Linked DNA regions of Mus musculus: region 1 is linked to region 2. A link is a contact called in public ChIA-PET data. All regions are on one chromosome and are shown on one strand. Each heading gives the region's core, a stretch centred on a gene start, on an enhancer-like site or on the middle of the called end of the contact. The rest is flanking DNA. Distances are from core to core; before and after follow the strand shown.

Region 1 (3,189 bases), core at 12-2,511, 73 kb after region 2:
TTTAAAAATAAAGTCTAGGAAGCTGGGAAGATGGTGTTGTGGTGCTAGTCATTCAAGTGTAAGAACCTGGATTCAAATCTCAAAAATCCACATAAAGCTGGGCACAGCAGCACAGTCTACAATCTCAGTAACCCTCATCTGAGGGGAGGGGAGGAGGCAGGAGAATCCCTGAAAGCTCATTGGCCAGCTACCCTGGTGTTTATATTGGAGTAACAAAGTGAAGTTGCCTAAAACAAGGTCAGAAGCAACATTCAAGGTTGCCCTTAGAGCCTATACCAGCAGTATTGCATGCACATACAATACACACAAACAAATAACAAAGTTTAAACTTAAAAAAAATAAGCTCTAACTTTCAAAATTATGAATTAAAAAGAAAGAATCAAATCAATATGCTTTGCAAGAAACCTCATAATTTTGTAGTATTTGATTATGACAAGGAGACAATGATGCCTTCTTTTTAGCAAATAAAATCACAAACTACAATTAGCACACGATTCTCTTGCCCATTTACATAACCAAAACCAATGAATTCACTTTTAGTCTCAGCACTTGGGATGTACAGGCTGGTGGATGGAACTCTGAATTTGAGGCCAGTCTGGTTCCAGAACTACATAGTAAGACCTTGCTTTTAAAAGAAAAAAGTTGCCGGGTGTGGTGGCACACACCTTTAATCCCAGCACTCGGGAGGCAGAGACAGGCGGATTTCTGAGTTGGAGGCCAGCTTGGTCTACCAAGTGAGTTCCAGGACAGCCAGGGCTACACAGAGAAACCCTGTCTCGAAAAACAAAAAAAACAAACAAAAAAAAGTTGTTTCTCAGCTGTTCCAGCTGCCCTGCCTTTACTCTGCCATCAGGAATGCTAACCCTCCATAATAGAATTACAAGTGAATTAAAGGCCTGGTTAGTTCTATACTTTTTTTTTTTAATTTCCAGAGTTATAATTTTCAAATTGTATCTGAAGTTGTAATTGATAATTTAAATTTTCCCAATACAAAAAAAAAAAAAATCTGTTACCCAAGAGAACCTTTTAATGATAAAAACAGAGAATTTATTACATAAATATTCAGACCAGGGTTTTGTTGTTGCTGTTGGTTTTGTTTTCTTTTCTTTTATTTTGCTTTTCAAGAAAAGCTGTACAACACTGGGGTCAGATTTTTGAAGGAAGGGCTATGGTTGAAGTTTGGAGTTCAGTAGTAGGAGGATGGCCCAGCATGTACAACTCTTGAGTTAAACCCCAAAACCACTAAACAAAACAGAAAAATAAACCACTTCACTTTCATACCACTTAAGTTCCCCTTTAATAGAAATTAAGAGTGAGTGTCAGTATACCAGGTATCTAGAGGATAAAACACAAACACTAAAGTACCAGCAAAGAAATAATATGTTGACAGACAACAAAGTACACAGAAACACAGATATTCCTTAAGAGTTTTCAAATTAGTCAAACTCTGGTAGCAACACTGCTACAAGGAAGAAGGTGGCAAACCAGACCATCTCTTTCTTCTTCCTGTAACAACCTAAACCAATTTCTGTGAGAAAATCTTTTGAGTTCACCTTTTATAAATTTTATAAGCTAAGATTATAAAGGGAAAAAAGTGATTTGACTAGAAAAATAGAAAATATCCATAGCAAGTTAAAAACAAAAATAGGTATAAGGCATAGTGGTGTAAGCTTTTAATTCCAACACTCAGGAGGCAAAGACAGATGGATATCTAGTTTAAGGCCAGCCTGATCTAATAGCAAACTCTAGGCCAGCTAGATATTTCTCAAAAAGTGAAAAAAACAAAACAAAACAAAACAAACAACAAACAAACACACCCCAAGAACAAATATCAAAGAAAAACAAGAGTCTGAACTACAAAGATCAAAAGTCCTAGTGAGAAAATTCTACTATAAAAGGGAAGAACTGAAGGCTCTGAGCCACACAACACACCAAGTGCCGGTCCCATTAGCAACCAAATAAGCACAAAACCTAACAATGTAACTTCAAGACTATAAAAATTCAAAGTGTTAAAATCTATTACTGTTAAGATGATTCCATACCCAAAAAGGAGAGCTCATGGTGGCTCAGGCCTTTAACCCCAGCACTCTGGAGATTCAGTAGGCAGAGACAGGTAGATGCTAATCTTGTCTACAAAATGAATTCCAAGAAAGCCAGATACACAGAGAAACCACGTCTCAAAAAAAAAACAACAACAAAAGATGATTCCATAACATTTCAGAATATAAACTAGCATGGCCTTATTAGGATACAATTTGTTGCTTTCATTTCTAAAGTTTTAAATGGGTATAATTTGTCATATTCTATCTTAACCAAGTGTCTATATACATTAGTAGTAAAAAGTATGATGTACTGATTGTTATAGATAAGCATATTGAACCTATCAAGATTAACATGGAAATATCTTCAACAAGTAAATGAAAAAAAAAAAGGAAAGGAATACCATGATCCTAATTCATTTTAAATAAAACAATCATGTTTTTTGTAAAAACACAATGGTAACAGAAGAAACAGTTTGTTGCAGTTCTAAGAAAAGGATTCAAAGTGAGTATGGCATAGACTATTTGGCTAAGACTCCAACCAAGTAAAAAGGTGAAAGATTTAGCTTAGAGGAACCTCTGATCTGATAATGTAGGAAGAGCCCTACAATTAAGAAGACTGGGAGGAGTAGAAAGAACTGCCTTTTTAATATTAGCTTTATTAACATCTATTAAGAGGAGTAATCAAAATCCAAAATCATCATTTGCAGGTCCAATTACAGTAACTGATTAAGACAAATCTTATTAGTGGGTGCTAAACCATTAGATGACCAGTTGCAGGGAAAACAAATCTTCAAAATGACAAATGTGTTATCCTACAAATTCTACAAAAAAAGGGTCACAAGTACCTTCTACATAGAGATTCTTAAGGTTGGTCATCACTTAACCAAGTTATCACATCACAATTTAACATTGTGTTCATCATATAATAGGAATTATATAAAATCATCTAAATATTCTAGCCCAAAACTGTTATTTGTTCTCAACCTAACCAAGATCCAACTGATTTCTAGTTTATAGGAAATGGAAAGGTAAGAGAAGAGCAAGTGAACTGTCATCAAGAAGTTATAATCAGACAAATACTACTATAAAACTACACAGAGATGGCTCAGCCGTTAAGAGCACTGACTCCTCTTCCAGAAGTCATGAG
Region 2 (3,101 bases), core at 502-3,001:
AAAGAACAAAACAACAAAATGAAGCAAAACAAAAAAAGTCGAACTGAATTATCCAAGAATATAGCAGGGGCATGAAAAAATTAAACAACCTCACCCCCCCCCATAAGCCCTTGTGTTTATGTCTCCATTAATAAAGAATAAAGCTGAGGATATACTCTATAGTTATGTCACCGAAGATGTCAGAGACTGAAGGCCAAAATGCTTCAGAAAGATGCTATGGATGAATGAAAACCTTAGGCCAGGCGCTGAAGAGATGACTCAGTGGTTAAGAGCACTTACTGCTCTTTCAAGAGGATTTGGCTCAGTTCCCAGCACTCACAAGGTAGCTCACAACCACAATTTTCTCCAGTTCCAGGAAATCTGATTCTTTTTTGATCTCCAAAGGCATCAGGTACGTTAAATGGTGCATGTGCATACACGCAAACAATACACTCACACACACAAAAATCTAAACCAATAACCCCCTCACATATCCACGGTCTAATGTGATGAGTCCTAAAATCCCAAGTTGATTTTAGTATCTGAAGGAGTTAGGGAAAGACCACAAAACTCTTCTACAGGAATGTCTAAGACAGGTATCTTATGCAGAAGATAGCATTTTTTAATTATCCCGTTTCTTTATAATTACAAGATTTTTAAGTTTGGGGTATGTTTTCGTGGGTTTTTTTTTCCCCTTTAAATTTCTGTTTCTACTTCCTAACCTCGTCAACTTCCATTTTACAAGAACGTAAACGCAGGGTTCAAGTCCAGCATTAATTACTACAGGCTCGCTTAAGTTTTCAAGGCAGCAGTCTGCTTTCTAAAACTCAGCTTTTGGCGGGAGGTGCTGTTTCCTAAGTTACCAAACCTTGGGGGATTAGAAGCCAGGGGTGGAAAAGAGAAGCAGGGCACGACCATGGCCATGAGCCCTGCGACAGGAGCCCCCGAGGCGCGAGCGCTCCCCTCAGGGAGCCCGAGCGCTCAGTGTCAGTAGGTACCTGACTGCGGGCGGCCGGTCCACAGCCCCCTCCCGCCGGCCAGGCCTCGGCCGGGTCTCCGAAAAGCCACCGCCCTGGCCAGCATCCACAGCATCGCCCCTCAACCCCAGCGAGAGCGCCCCGCGACCTCCCTCCTTGACCTTAGGCCCCCTCAGCCCCGCCCCCCCAGCCAGCCCGGCCCCGCCGCCAGCCCCGCCCCCTCCGCAAAGACCCTCCCCCTGGTCGCCCTCGCACTCTTCCCCGCCCACCACGCCCTCCGCTTCCGCCCAGGCCTCCACCTCAGTCTCACTCGGCCCCGCCCCCTTGGACGATCCTGTTCAACCGAGTCTCTCGCCTCACACCCTTCGGCCCCGCCTCTTGGCTCATGGCCCCGCCCCCGAATCCGGCTGACGCTTCACTCCTTGCTTCCCGGAAGCCTCCAAGACGGATGGCCCTACCCCTCTGATCCGCCCTCTTCGGAACCCGCACGCCCCTCTCCCACCCTCACAGCCAATAAGGCCTGATGATCGGTTTCCTCTCTTCCGCTTCCGTCTTCGTGTACTGGGGGTCTCCGGGAAGACCGTTGACGACTGTGCTCGTGCTGCGGCCGGAGATTTAGTTTCCCCTTTACAGTCTTTCCTCCTCTCAGACACGCCCACCATTCTTCCATTGAGTGACCTGTTTACCTGCCCTCTTGCAGAAACTTGGTGAGATCGGAACCTTTGTGCAGCCGGAACTAAGGTGCGGTAGTCCGCTGGGAGCCGGAAGGGTGTATAAATAGAGGAATACCAGTTTCCTTCTGGCGGTTGATCGCAGAGGTTCCGGTGAGGCGTTCGGCGTGTGAGCTCTGCGGCTTCGTTTCCTGATATGCACCGACCGAATTTTCGACCCCCAACTCCTCCGTACCCCAGCCCGGGGATAGGAGGTTGGGGTGGCGGAAATAACTTCCGGGGTGCCCTGGGCGGGGGGCCGCGGCCGCCCTCCCCGCGGGACGGGTACGGGAGTCCGCACCACACTCCGCCCTGCGGGCCCCGGGCTAGGCCGTACGGGAGCAGCCAGTCTCCGCGGCACGGCGGCAACTTCTCGGGGGCCCGCTTCGGGTCTCCGTCCCCGGGCGGCTACCCAGGCTCCTACTCCAGGTCCCCCGCGGGGTCCCAGCATCAGTTCGGCTACTCCCCAGGGCAGCAGCAGACCTACCCCCAGGTAAAGACAATAGCTAGCGTTTGCCGAACTCTTCCTGTGATGGCAGACGTGATACGAAACATTCCCTTTCCGTGGATTGTTTAATCCTCCGATACTACGTTGGCCCAGTTTTGCAGATGAGTAACCTGAGGCGTAAAGAAATTATCTAAGACTACCATAAGTGGCGGAGCTCTAGTTCTCTGTCCACAGAAACTGCTCTCAGCCAGCATACCACATTCGTATACAAACTTCTTTAATCCTCCATTTCTTCTCCCACCCACCCCCAGAGGTTTTTATTTGGTTTTGGGTTTTTTGTCATTTATTTCAGTGAATTGTCCTGGATTCCTAGGGGGAGGACAGTAAATGATTCCCTATTGTGTAGTATGGCACCTCTAGACTGTAGTCTACTGCCATTTTCCTACAGATGTCCCTCCCTTGTTTTTGCATCCTTGCTTTTTTTAAAAGAAACAATTATTTTATTTCGAGCCATATTTATACCTACTCAAAGTTCTCTTGAAGGAAAAATAGAAAATTTGAAATTGAGGAAACTTCCCCTCTTCTCCATGAGTGAATACAAGACAGGAAGTAGCTAACAACTTGTATCTCGGTGGTTTTGCAAAATTGAATATGCTCACCCATATGAATCCTTATGAGTTGGAGTTAATAAGAATAGAAAATTTTCATGCAATATAAAAGTTCTAGAAATTTGAAGCCTATCAGGTTAAAAAGTAAGTTTCCAAGAAGTGAATACAGTGAACCACTGCTTGTACTGGGTTTATTTGTATTTAATAGCTGCAGGGTTGGTTATCACATTAGAAACTGAAAGGTTTTAAGATGATAGCAGACATTTCTAAAAGAGAAATATACAATTGGTTTTAGTAATTTTTAAAAGCACTAGATTAAAGAAATTTGCAACTGAATATATTGGGTTTCAATTGACAACTTTTAATGTGATTCCCCACT

What was found. ChIA-PET counts read pairs in DNA pulled down with a chosen protein or histone mark.
Region 1: an RNA polymerase II ChIA-PET map of memory CD8 T cells shows a contact between it and region 2, with 190 read pairs. The contact joins the enhancer-like site here to the promoter of Mplkip in region 2. A contact is called at or near these places in 1 of 484 Hi-C or Micro-C datasets (pre-pro-B cells), 5 of 115 datasets of contacts at active chromatin or transcription factors (effector CD8 T cells, embryonic stem cells, extraembryonic endoderm stem cells and 1 more) and 3 of 9 other capture datasets (adipose tissue, liver and pancreatic islet).

Annotation. Positions count from the first base shown.
Region 1 is chr13:17,766,935-17,770,123 of GRCm38.p6, forward strand. All of the region lies in intron 2 of Cdk13 (cyclin-dependent kinase 13), which reads right to left. Among named protein-coding and RNA genes, the nearest start is that of Mir466i, 21 kb to the left of the region's middle. Within about 2 kb of position 1,262, at least 5 of the 459 cell types and tissues checked have an H3K27ac peak or open chromatin away from gene starts, as enhancers often do. A contact at or near this core is called in memory CD8 T cells, where this site is marked.
Region 2 is chr13:17,693,662-17,696,762 of GRCm38.p6, forward strand. Mplkip (M-phase specific PLK1 intereacting protein) reads left to right here and starts at 1,752. Exons shown (of 2, transcript NM_025479.6): 1 at 1,752-2,159. The coding sequence starts at 1,824. Sugct (succinyl-CoA glutarate-CoA transferase) reads right to left here and starts at 1,104. Exons shown (of 14, transcript NM_138654.3): 1 at 978-1,104. The coding sequence starts at 1,071.